3 separate regions of the Sus scrofa genome follow, and regions 1 and 3 are each linked to region 2. Evidence: chromatin contacts called from public HiChIP or PLAC-seq data. All regions are on one chromosome and are shown on one strand. Each heading gives the region's core, a stretch centred on a gene start, on an enhancer-like site or on the middle of the called end of the contact. The rest is flanking DNA. Distances are from core to core; before and after follow the strand shown. Region 1 overlaps LOC106505607 (a long non-coding RNA gene). Region 2 overlaps RBM15B (putative RNA-binding protein 15B). Region 3 overlaps MAPKAPK3 (mitogen-activated protein kinase-activated protein kinase 3).

What was found. HiChIP or PLAC-seq counts read pairs in DNA pulled down with a chosen protein or histone mark.
Region 1: an H3K27ac HiChIP or PLAC-seq map of alveolar macrophages shows a contact between it and region 2. The contact joins two enhancer-like sites.
Region 3: an H3K27ac HiChIP or PLAC-seq map of alveolar macrophages shows a contact between it and region 2. The contact joins two enhancer-like sites.

What each region holds. Positions count from the first base shown.
Region 1 is chr13:33,076,092-33,080,090 of Sscrofa11.1, forward strand. It overlaps LOC106505607 (a long non-coding RNA gene), which reads left to right. Exons shown (of 5, transcript XR_002337535.1): 4 at 3,680-3,999. Among named protein-coding and RNA genes, the nearest start is that of CISH, 12 kb to the right of the region's middle. Within about 2 kb of position 1,325, at least 53 of the 83 cell types and tissues checked have an H3K27ac peak or open chromatin away from gene starts, as enhancers often do. A contact at or near this core is called in alveolar macrophages, where this site is marked.
Region 2 is chr13:33,668,484-33,672,584 of Sscrofa11.1, forward strand. It overlaps RBM15B (putative RNA-binding protein 15B), which reads left to right. Exons shown (of 1, transcript XM_003132238.4): 1 at 1-2,564. DCAF1 (protein VPRBP) reads right to left here. Exons shown (of 24, transcript XR_002337541.1): 24 at 2,493-3,468. Among named protein-coding and RNA genes, the nearest start is that of RBM15B, 6.1 kb to the left of the region's middle. Within about 2 kb of position 1,333, at least 2 of the 83 cell types and tissues checked have an H3K27ac peak or open chromatin away from gene starts, as enhancers often do. A contact at or near this core is called in alveolar macrophages, where this site is marked.
Region 3 is chr13:33,112,326-33,116,288 of Sscrofa11.1, forward strand. All of the region lies in intron 2 of MAPKAPK3 (mitogen-activated protein kinase-activated protein kinase 3), which reads left to right. Among named protein-coding and RNA genes, the nearest start is that of MAPKAPK3, 17 kb to the left of the region's middle. Within about 2 kb of position 2,701, at least 14 of the 83 cell types and tissues checked have an H3K27ac peak or open chromatin away from gene starts, as enhancers often do. A contact at or near this core is called in alveolar macrophages, where this site is marked.

The DNA of each region.
Region 1 (3,999 bases), core at 75-2,574, 590 kb before region 2:
TAGGGGTCCAATCAGAGCTACAGCTGCCAGCCTACACCACAGCTCACGGCAGCACCAGATCCTTAACCCACTGAGCAAGGCCAGGGATTGAATCCGCCACCTCATGGTTCCTAGTCGGATTTGCTAATCACTGAGCCATGACAGGAATTTCTCTTTTTATTCTCTAAGTAGGGAAACTGAGGCTCCAACAGACCAGATGTGTGCTCATGACTCCACAGCTGGGCATCAGTGCTAGGACCATCCCAGCTGGCTTAACACCAGAGCTGGGTTCTGTACCCAACTGTGGGATAGAGATCTGAGGGGAAAGACCCTGTAGGAAAAGACTGGCCTGAAGGAGAGACAGAAATCCTGGCCAGACGTTGCCTGTTCATCAGCAAGGGACTCAATGAGCAGGGCCTGGCTCTGCTGATCCTGCTTTGCCCTCCCTCCTCATCCCTCTTAGGCCTTCATACCCCTGGCTGCTCACCAACCTGGGCAGCACAGTTGCACCTAACATCCCACTTTCTCCTGTGCCCCCCTCCACACACACTGTCCTTCCTCCCAGGCATGCATGACCCCTTTTTTCCCTATAGTTGTCCACTCTGTGCCTATCCCTGGGCTGAACACTGGGTACTGCCAAAGCTGTGCCAGACCTGGGCCTGTCCTGGTCCTCTTTTGAGGGGTCCTGCAGAGGCAGTGCAGAGATAGGGGAGTCTAAGGAGGTACCTGCAGGCAGGGAGTGCTTCCTGGAGGGAAGCTGAGGCCTCTGCATCCCCTCCCCCTCACCTAGGTCACTGCCCTGTCCTCTGAGCCTCTCTCCCTGGAGTGCCCAGCAGGTTCCAGGAATCGTCCCTTTGCTCTGCAGAGCTGATTCCAAGAACTGTGGCTCTTGGCAGCGTTCACTCAGGATCCTTTCCTAGAACATTGGCCTGGCCCTACCCAGGCTGCTGGAGTCTCATTGGGCAGCGGGTGGAGGGAGTGAAGGAGGGGGTGCCCTGGGCGGGGCCTCTGTAGGGTCCAGACATTCGGAGGCCGAGGCCAGAGCGAGGGGGTGGCCACACCAAGGTGGGGGCAGGAGGTCAGTGTGTGTGAAGGCGCTTTGACTCCAGTCAGCGATGGGGGTGGGGTAGGCCCAATGAGAACCTTCATCTCAGAGCCTCCTAGCACACACAAGAGGCTCACTCCTCAGGTCCAGAACTTGGGCTCAGCTTGCTATACTCCACCCTCCATCCCTCAACCCCCACCCAAAGATCCCATCTTATAGGCAAATGGCACAAGCCTTACTCTGGCCTCAGAGCAGGCTTTTATCAGATAACCTCCAGAGGTACAGGCCAGGGAATGGGAGTGGCAGTTTCTAAGCAGGGAAAGGGGCATGGGACAGTCAGTCCTTGGAAGGACATGACACTGTATTATTAATCTTGTTATAATTTCACTTTGCCTGACAGGAAATTACCCCACCCCATACCCTCAGGTTGGGTAGGTGGGGGTTGGGGGTGACAGGCCCTGATTCATGGGCAAGGACAGGGCCCCACTTCCCTCAGGGTCACTGGGCCTCCCCCCTGGGGTGTGTCCGCCACCCCCACCCCCTCTGAGCTGGCGCCAGGCCTGCCTACCCGCCTGGGACCTGCCAGATCACATTGAGCAACCAGTTCCTGAGAAGCGTTGAAGGCTGTTTGGTTTAAAATTAACTCCCCCGCTCCCCTCCCCCTGCCTGCAGGCCTCCTCCGAGTTCTTGGAAGAGGCGCTGTGCTCTTTCTTCCTGGGAAGAGGCCTCCAGCCACAGCTGCTGATTCTCATGAAAACACCTCACCCGGGGTGGGGGTAGGGGTGTGCCCATGCCACACCTTCTCTGCCCTCTAATTCTCTGCCCTCCCCGAGGCCCAGGGATCCTCCTGGAACCTAGCACACCCCAGTTCATCCGCTGAGACCCAGAGGAGCAAGGGTGTGATTGTCAAGGTCCTGAGAGCAGGTGCTACTTCCCCAAAGCTCACAGCCCTCCCCCACCTGCTGGCTCTGAGTGAAGAGAAAAAGGGCTATAGAGACCCAGTCTGGGCACCTCTGGGATAGAGTGAGCATGAGCTGATCACACTGAAAGCAAACCCAGGGCTTTGGTCTACTTTGAGACATGTATGGCTCAGGGATATAGAGCAACCTGGCCACTGTCACACAGCTTTGCCTGTCTAAGCTCAGCCTGCCCACTAGACCTTGCAAGGATGCCCAGAGGCCAGTCCCAACAGGCATGCACACTGGAGTTAAGAGCTCTATTTGTCTCTTACCCACACTCCTCTCAGTGCCCTGGGAACCCATCTGCCTCTGGATAAACCTTCATTTTCCAGTGTCTCCTTGGGCTTTGGAAAAAAGGCTTCTTGAGAACCCGCTCTCCTAATGGCTCCTCTTACCATGGCCATCTACCCGAAGGAGCTGAGAAAAACAAAGGAATGTTGGCCAAGTGGAAAGGTCAACACACACACACACACACACACACACACACGCACACACATGCACAGAGCTGTTGCTCAGAAGTAGAGCTGGAGGGGTGGGGAGGGAGAAGTGCTTCTTGGGAGAAGACTGAGGGGTGAGAGGAACTTTTAAGGACAAAGCTTTGGGAGTTTCCATTGTGCCTCAGTGGGTTAAGGACCTGGTATAGTGTCCCTGAGGATGTGGGTTCAATCCCTGGCCTTACTCAGTGGGGTTAAGGATCTGGCATTGCCGCAAACAGTGGCATAGGTCACAGATGTACCTTGGAGCTGATGTTTCTGTGGTTGTTTTGTAGGCCTCAGCTACAGCTCTGATTCAACCCCTGGCCTGGGAACTTCCATATGTCCCTGGTGCAGCCCTAAAAAAGCAAAAAAAAAAAAAAAAGGAAGAAAAAACAAAGCTTTGGCCCAATCCAGACTATGAATGAAATCTTCACCTCTGATGGAGGAGGAGCCTGGGTCTGGTGACAGGAAAGGCCAGTCTGGCTCATCAGCATCAGTGCTGGGTGTGGAGAGAGTCCCTGGAATAGGGCTATACCTGAGGAGCATTTGCTGGATTCCACTCCCCCTCCATCCACACCTCAGAGTGGGGTCTCCCTAGTGAAGGCTGCGCAGTGGAATAGTCCTAGAGGACTGCCTGGGGGTGCCATGGCCCCCCCAAGTTCCTTCAGCCGTCAGAGGCCATTTCTTACACTCACGGCACTGCCTGCTTCAACCAGGTCTGAGTGGTGGAAGCAACTGTCTTTCCATTGAGCATAAAGCTTTGGCCACACAAAAACGCTCCTCCTGCTTTGGGCCTTCCCCGTCTCCTCCTGTTCACAGTGAGCATCAGTTTCTACTTACCCTGTATTCTCCCAAAGCCAGGCATGGCCACTTTCTAACCTCCCTGTAGTTGGCCACTACCACTCTCTCTGGTGGACAGATAGGGAAACTGAGACTCCAAGACCTTAAACTATTTGTTTGAGATCCCAGGGTATTTTTGGAAGGGCTGAACTTTGAACCCTACCTGGGTTCTTTTCATTTGGCTAATTTGCCTCTTCAAAGACATCCTCACGGGAGTATGATGTGTGTGTGTGTGTCTGTATGTCTGTGTGTGTGTGTGTGTGTGTGTGTGTGTGTGTGTGTGTGTGTGTGTGTGTGTGACAAAGAGAGAGAGAGAGAGAATTTTAGCCAAAGAATGGTTGTTGTGAATCTTTTATGGAAATATGTTTTCTCCTCCCCAGGCTGGAGAGACCTGGGAAAACTCAAGCTCCAGGGAGATTCCCAAGGGTGCAGTGGGTGCCCAACAGAGGCATGAATAAATGGTGGAAAAGTTAAGGAAGACTTCTCAGAAAAGAAGCATATGATTTGGACTTTGAAGGGTAAGAGGAAGAAGGACATTTCAGGATGAATGACACTGCGTGGAGGGCTATTTGGAGGGAAAGAATGGAATGGCTTAGTGATTTGGGAAGCTATGCATTGGAGCCTGGGGTAAGGCACAGGCAAGGTATGGGGGGAGCCTGTAAGTATCACTAAATGAGGAAGGCCTGACAAGAGTGGGTTT
Region 2 (4,101 bases), core at 83-2,582:
AAGCTGGGAGGGAGAAATGGTTTCAGAGAAGTCTCACGTTCTTTGGCCACTTGTCTCTGCTGAGGGTATGACCAGCATTGGCCGATAAAGCCAGCAGTGTCAGGGACCAGAGAGGGAAATCAGTCACACAACAATTGTCACAAGAGAACATAGCTCAAACACCATTTTCCAGAATGTTTGTGGCAGTTGAGATGTTCCAAAAGATGTTCCAACTTGTTCACAGTCAAGGTTGAAGGAGAGCAGGAGCTCCAGTAAAGGAAATGAGTCCCAAGTGACCAGGAGCTCTGGGTTCTGTTGGTCCTGCCGTCCTCTCTGGGTCTGGTCCACCACCCTGGCTGGCACGAGGCAGCACGGGTGACAGCTGGGATGTTTTGAGAGTTTGTAAGGTAGAGGCAGGGCCTCAGTGTGCATTCATGGAGGATATGTACCTTTCCACAGGACAATGAAAGAGGTGACTTTTCCAGACCTTAATAATTGAAGCAGGAAAAGGAAGGGGCCTGGGAAGTACTCCTTGGGCTTCAGCTGATGCTCATGAGAGAACAAGCATGTTCCTAACAGAACATTTAACACAGGGAAGTGTTAGATGTGCTTGTCTGTTTGTACTTGAGCTTTGGTCACCACTGCCAGGTATCTGAGCAAAGCAGTGCAGGGCACAGGCCGCAGCTGCACCATTCCAGGCATTGGCACCACCAGAAGCAGGAGTGGGCCTCATCTTGTGTAGAGCAGATGAGGCAGAGGTGAAGGCACACTACCAAATGTCTGGGTCACTGGCCAGAGCTGCCAAGCTCTGTTTAAGCCCCAAACTTTTCTGGGCTCTTCCTTTATAGAGTGGGTGCTTGGGCCCCAGAGTACTATGCCTCCCAGCCTGTCTAGACAGAAACCTGCTGGGTAACCTGGTTGGAGAAGACACTTAAACCCTTGCTTTATTCACCGTTCTTCAGGGATAGGTGCTCTCCAGCCCCAGAATGAATGACTGTTTTGGCGAAGAACCACACCCCGCTGTCTGACCATCCTCCTCTTCCCTGGACCCTCTTCTCAACTCCTTTCTTCTGCTCTTAAGACACAGCAGATTCTGTAACAGTCTCTCAGAACGGCCTTGGCCAGCACCAGCAAGGGTAGGTCGCGTGGTCAAGGCCCTGGCTGGGTGATGGTGCTGCTGCCCCCGAGAGAGAATGATGTGGCTGCAGGCATCCAGTGCCGCCTCCGGGGGTTCAGGTCCTAGCTGAGATGTGGCTTAAAGGCAAAATTTGTCCCACTGGTGGTTTGCTACTGTTCTACATGTTTCTTCCTCAGTGACTCAGATTCTGAGCCCTGGCAGAGTAAGAAAGGGCTGATGTTTCCGTAACCTCTTCGGGCACTTCCCTAAGGGTGTGTTGTCAAGTCAACCAGGATTCTGCTTCCTATTAGAGGTCCCCATCTCCACCTGAGAGACCTGCAGTGCTCCCAGGAGCAGCTGGCAGAGTTCAGGGAGACAGTGGCTTGCTTGAGTTAATAATTAGAATACAATGCTTTTAGTACTGCTTGACTTTAACCTGTTTTCTTCTAGTGTATCAGCAGTCAGATATTCCACGGGTTAGGTGTTAGCAACGTGTTTAAGCTGAGGCATGAAGCAATGTAAGAGCTGAGACCTCTGCTCTCTAGAGGACCAAGAGGTGCCTGTGTGACACGGGCCTACTTCATGTGTGTGATGACCTGTATGGTGCTCCGAAGCCCAGCAGGGCTTTACCGGCCCCTGGTGAGTTTTAGCTGTCTTGTCTTGCTTGTTTACTTCACATTTGTCCACTTTTCTCAGTAAAGGGGGAAAAGTCTCTTAAGCTATAAATAACTCTAGGATAGAAACCCTGTGAACCCAAAGGAAGAGAGAGCCTAGGGGTCTCCTAGAAGGGGGCGGAGTGGGGCGGGGTGAGTGAAAAGGTAAGAGCACCCGGTACTTTTCCTGTTGGTAGCACAGTTTAATCACAGGCCAGTTTTAGAGGCCTGTGAAAGACCTGCAAACCCAGCCTGACCAAGCTCCAGATGCCCCTAAACCACCAAAACTGAAGAACTGCCTGGGTCTACTGTTGTACTCCCTTAAAAAAGGTCACGAGAGTCACCCAACTATGGGGATGGCCAAAATGCTTTCACTCCTTAGCTTTGCCAGCTCACTACTCCAAAACGTCCCAGGACCCCTAACTCTCCAGCTCCACCAAATCTCTACTCTGGAGCTGCCTTCTTGCTTCAGAACCTAGGAAAGAGAGGTGTGGCCAGTGGACAGTGCCCTGAGTGACCCCTCCGCCCCCTGCCCAGTCCTCTGGGGGCAGGAGGCAGTCCAGGGCTGGACGCTGTGCCTAAGCTGCTTTTCGCCTCAGAGTGCTTTATTTGGGCAGACGGTGTTCTTCTCCCATCCTGGACTGCCTCTCTTGGAAGGCGTCTTCTTTGTTGCCTGGCTAGAGCTGAAAGGAAAGGGACAGACCCTACTTTGGTAAAAAAAAAAAGAACAGGGAAAGGCCATAAACAAACGAAGACAGACTTGTAGTTTATTTTGTATTTTTTTTAAATAAATACACTTTACATTAAAGAAAAAGGCCTTTGATTTGTAATTTCCACATTGGGGAGAAAGGGAAGAAAAACAGATTTTTGAAAAACTGAATCACAAAGAAAAATAGAGGGAGTGAACTTATATCCTAAGTTCCCTCAACTCCACAAAACCAATATCCACAATGACCTTGCTGCCCCCAAACCATGAAGGTGGGTGAACCTAGGCATTTACTCAGCAAACAAGCAGTGTCTTCCTCCCCCCACCTCTGGCATGAAGGAAAACAAATTAACTTGACAGCATATGAGGCAACAAAATGGGTTAAAAAATCATATATTATATTTATAATAAAATATTCTTAATCCTTATCAATTTAAGAAACCACGATTTTCCTTTTCATTTAAATACGTATGTAAAAATGCCTCTATATTGTTCTTTAGACATCATTTTCTTCCATAGAAAATGAAGTGCCGGGACAAGAGACCTGGTGGATATAAGTTCATACCCTCAGTTATAAATGCCTTTTTTTTTTCTTTTTAAGTTTTATAAAAAACTATTTCTTGTTCTTTAAGTAAAGAACATTATACAAAGAAAATATATTGTGAAATAACCCCAGAGACATGTTTTGTTTTGTTTTTTTCCCTTGAGGAAAGATATGTCCATCCTAGGAGAAAGGGGAAGCAGAATAGGGCCTAACCCCTGTTGTCTTTTTTTTTGTGGTTGTTATTGTTTTTAGAAGGACCTTCAGATTCCAGTGAGACTCTCTAAGCCATAATCCTCTGAAAGCAGGGCATGCAGTTCCTTATAAGAGCCCTGGGAGAAAGGGAAGGGAAGATGTTCTGAATTCATTTGACTTATTTTCTCGCCTGCTAAGAATCTCTTCCATGTGGCTCCTCACTCGTTTAGAGATAAGATGATGTCATCTTCCAGATCAGAGTTGTCAGAGGTGTCAGCTGAAAGGTAAGAAAAGGGAGAGACTAGGTTATGCACTAGGCTTAGAAGCTTTCAGGAAGAAAGCACCTGCATGCACATACATTTATGTGTGAGCAAGGGTAATTAGCAGTTTCCAGAAATAAGAAAACACATCAATTAACTTCTTGGAGCTGGCTCTGGAGAATATACTGTTTTGGCAGTGGTGGTTACCTCTGGGACCTCTTGCTGGCTTACCTTTTAAAGGGCCTGGAAGCAGGGCCGTCTGCTTCCTAGAGGGTCTTCCTCCTACCTGAATGGCCCAAAAGGAACCAGGCAAGCCCTCTCTGAAGCTTTTGCCCATGGCGCTTTGAGTGGCTGCAAAAGGTCAGGGTTGCTGGGAGCAGTGAGTGAGCCTACGTAGTCCTATGGCCTCTGGAGTCCTTCGGGGTGGGCAAAGGCCTACGTGACCCCCAGGACCGCTAAAAAGGCAGGCTGAACCCAAGCGAGGATGAAATTTCTCTTAAACTCCTCAGCCATTTTGTTCTCAGAAAGGCAGAGATAGCCTAGGGTTCATTCCTCTGCAATTTCTGAATATAATCTACAGGCAACAAAGTCCCCAAAAGGTACAAGCCAGCTTGCAGCAAAACCAGAGGAGGAGTACCTGAGAACTCCCA
Region 3 (3,963 bases), core at 1,451-3,950, 550 kb before region 2:
GCCCCAGGGCAATGACTTCATCCTTAGGAGCCTCTTTTTCCTCAGTCTGTAAATTGGGGCTGATGGTCCGCACCCTGCTTGCCTCACAGGGTGGCACCGTGCATTCCCATGAGATAAGGGAAAACAGTGTTTTGTAAACTGTAAGTTGTTTTCCAAACAGTCAAATGCTGCTGTTGTTCTCCCAGCTCCTGAACTTGAGAATTCCTCCACCTACATGTAAACCCTGTGCTTGGGTGGGAAGGGACACAGTGTGGAGGTAGTGAGGAGGCCTGGCCAGTTGTGAGGCTCCCATTCCACCTGGTGAGCTGGAGGGGTGGGGCAGGTGTCCGTGTAGGGCAGGGACCCCTCTGCCCTTGACCTTTGCTGGGGTCCACCATCTGGTAGGGTTGGCAGGGGTCTCAGCCATCCGGCTCTGGGCTCCAGGGGTAGGTGAGAATTTGGCAAAAGAGAGTGGGGGGAGAAGGGAGAGGTGGAAACCACTCCATCAAAGCCCGAGGCTGGAGCATTGTCATTTCTTTAAGGAAATGTCTCAAATTTATGCTTGGCTAACTTCAGTGGAGCCCACACTTCAGGCAGAGCTGAGAGGACCCCCCCCCCAAGGGGAGAGTCTGAAATGGTGCCCCACAGGCTCCCAGGTGTGTAGGGTGCCTGTGGTGTACCAGCTGGAGCTGTGGACTGCCCAGGAGCCATCACAGACCCTCTGGGCTTGGTGCAGCCCTGGGAGCTCAGGGGATGTAGGATGGGGATCTGCTGGGTTGTCAGAAGGCCACCCCGTCTTTTCTTCCCAGCTGTGACTGGGGACTAAGACATCAGGTGGCCCCCACAGCAGGCTCAGGCATTTGGATATGGTGTTGATGGAGGCCTAGGGGCTGCTCCCTGGACGCAGTGATGTTGGGGTGGGGTCACGGTAGGTACTTTGCAAGGAGCCCCTGATCAGAGGTCCTCCGTGTAGCTCCCATCCTTCTAGTCTAACCCAGGCCCTGCAGCTTAACACTGGTGAAACAGAAGCACAGAGAGACAAAGGACCAGCCTGAGAATAGGGAACCTAGGCCTCCCCTCTCAGCTCTGTGCTCATTCCCATGCCTGGAAATATGGGGCTTTTGCTTGGGGACACCTTTTATGAAGGATAATGAACCTCTTGTAGCAATGGTCTGGTGGGCTGAAGTAGTCAAGAGGGGCTTCTTAGAAGAGGAGGTAAAGTCCAGTTCACCAGAGAAAGGGTGTGAGATACAGCAGGGAGCAAGTTTGGCCATGTTGTCATGTCTCATTTGCTGAGCCTTCTTGAGTCCTCCTCAATTTAATCTTATTCTGTCCTCATGATGGGTTGTGAGGGTTTCTTCCCTTTACCTTCACTTAATAGATTTGTTCATTAAGCCCGCAAATATTATCTGAGCCAGTGCTCTGTGCTGGTACCGGAGCCCACGGGTGACCAGGCAGACTGGCCCTGCCCTTGTGGGCCCACAGTCTGATGTGGGAGGCAGCATCATGCTGGCCTGACTGGGGAAATGGCCACCTGATCTGTGGCCAGTCACTTCCCTTCTCTGTGCCTCAATTTCTCAGCTAAGGAATGGTGGTGATACTTACAGTGCTCAGAACAGAGCCAGGCACATTGAAAGTGCAATATCCTCATGGATGTGTTTGTTTAAAGAGTTATCAAAGGAACAAGCTAATTGTAGGTCATGACCAAGTGCTGCACAGGAGAGAGGTAGAAGGGGCGATGACGTGGGCGCTTTCTGGGGAGCTGGCAATGTTTTTGTCTTGATGGGGTATGGGTCACAAGGTGTGCACAGTTGTCAAAATTCCTTGAACCAGACTCTTGAGACTTGTGTAGGTAAAGTACACTTGATTTTATGTAGAGTATACTTCAATAGACAAGCATATATAGAAAAAAAGAAAAAGAAAGGCTGAAAGGAGAATAAGAGACCTTTGAGGTCCTCTTCAGACAGAGTGGTCAGGGAAGGCTTCTGAGAAGAGATGACACTGGGACTCCTGGAAGAGGAAGAGGCTCTGGCTATGGGGAAGAAAGATGAGAATACTGAGGATCTAAGGGGTTTGGGCCTACATTCAAGGTCAACCCAAGAGACCAAGAGTGACAGCCCAGGAGAATTCTTGGCAGCGGGCCCTGGATGGGGCCAGGTGCAGGGCTTGGGCCCCTGTAATCCCCTTGTAGAGAGGCCTGGGGGCATTTATTACATTTTCTTCAGACAGCTCTCTCCCTGCCTCTGTGTCTGTTCTCAGGGCCTTGGCACTTAGGGAAGGAATTAAAATAGGCCTAGGCACTATTTTAATCTGTGTAGGAAATGGGTTCCTAAATATGGAGTGAGCAGGGTGGGAGGCATTGAGAGACTCCAACTCAGGGCAGCTCCACCTGCTTCTCCACCCAAGCAAAGCACAGGGTACAGGCCCAGGCCATGAGGCTCTTGGGTCTTTCCTCAGCCATCCACCTCCTTTCTCCTTTCCCTCTCATACCCCCTGTCTCCTTCCAGCCCCATGCTCATCATCCCATCCTTTATTTGTTTAGGAGCCCAGTGTTTCCTGCCAGGCCTCAGCCAGGAACTCCCAGGTTAAACTGACCTACCTCTGTTTTCAAGCTGCTTCCAGCTTGGTGGGAGGTTCAGAGACAAAACCCATTAGGGGAAGTGCTAGGAGAACTTTCCAGAGGAGCTACATCTGACTGAGCCCAGAAGGTTCCTCAAAAAGGAGGAACGAGATGGAGTGAGAGTGCACATGGAGTGGACAGAGGGTGAGACCTGTTTGGGACCAGAACATACATCATTCTGACCAGAACTGAAAGTGTTCTGGGGTCAGGGTAGCAGGAAGTGGTCTGGAAGAGGAAGGAATGGCCTGAATGCCAGGAGAGGAGGTAGACATACTCTTACTTGGAGGACTAGGACTGTTTTTGTTGTTGTTGTTGTTTTTGCTTTTTAGGGCCACATGTGCGACATACAGAAGTTCCCAGGTTAGGGGTTGAATTGGAGCTACACAGCCACAGCAACACCAGTTCTGAGCTGGGTCTGCGACTTACACCACAGTTCATGGTAATGCCGGATCCTTAACCCACTGAACAAGGCCAGGAGTCAAACCTCATCCTCAGGGACATTATGTCAGGTTCTTAACCCACTAAGCCACAGCAGGAGCTTCCTATGTCTGGGAATTTAAAGAGAGGCCTTGGGAAATAGGTAGAGAAAGGCCAGAGAGCAAGGTGGGGCTGAGGACCCCATTGAAAACATTCCAGTAGTGATCCTGGGATTTTAGGAAAGAAGAGAGAGACCTGGTAAAGGGGTCGGGTGCCAGAAGTAGGGCAGAGTGAGGAAGGTGTCAAGGAGCTGGGGCCCCTGAGAAGACACAGTCAGGTCCGGCCAGGGAAGGTGGTCAGGGAGAAGGGTTAGGAGGCCCAGCAGTGAAGGGGTTCAGAGAGAATAGAGCAGGAAGAGAGAATGGCATATCTTTGGTCCTGTGGCTAAAGCCTGAGGCACCGCTGACTAGTGCCACTTCAGGACACAGTTGGGGGGAGCTGGTGTGCTGAGTGGAAGTGACTGAACCTCTGCCCCCAGTACTGCTGTTAAGTAAGAAGCTGGTTCTCAGGAGCTGTGTAGTCAAATCACAAGGCAGGGAACAGAGGGGTGTCCTGGGGGACAAAGGCAGCATGAGCAAGAGATCCATGTTTTTGAGGCTGGGAGTGTCTATCTACAGCCAGCCCCCTTTACAACCCCATTCTGAACTGGTTAGTGGAGCAGGGACCCTGGAGCTGGAGGAGGGGCTTGCCCAGCTCCTTGCATTCCAGGCTAGGGTCAAGGTGAACAGCTTCAGAGATAGAAAGCCAAGGGGCAGCAGATGTGAGAACCCACTACCTTCCTCTCTGCCCTAGTTGATCTGTGCCTAGAGAGTTTGATCCTTGAGCCTACCCCACACAGTGCCCTGGAGGAGGGGAAGCCATGCTGCAGAGGATGAAACCAAGGCCAG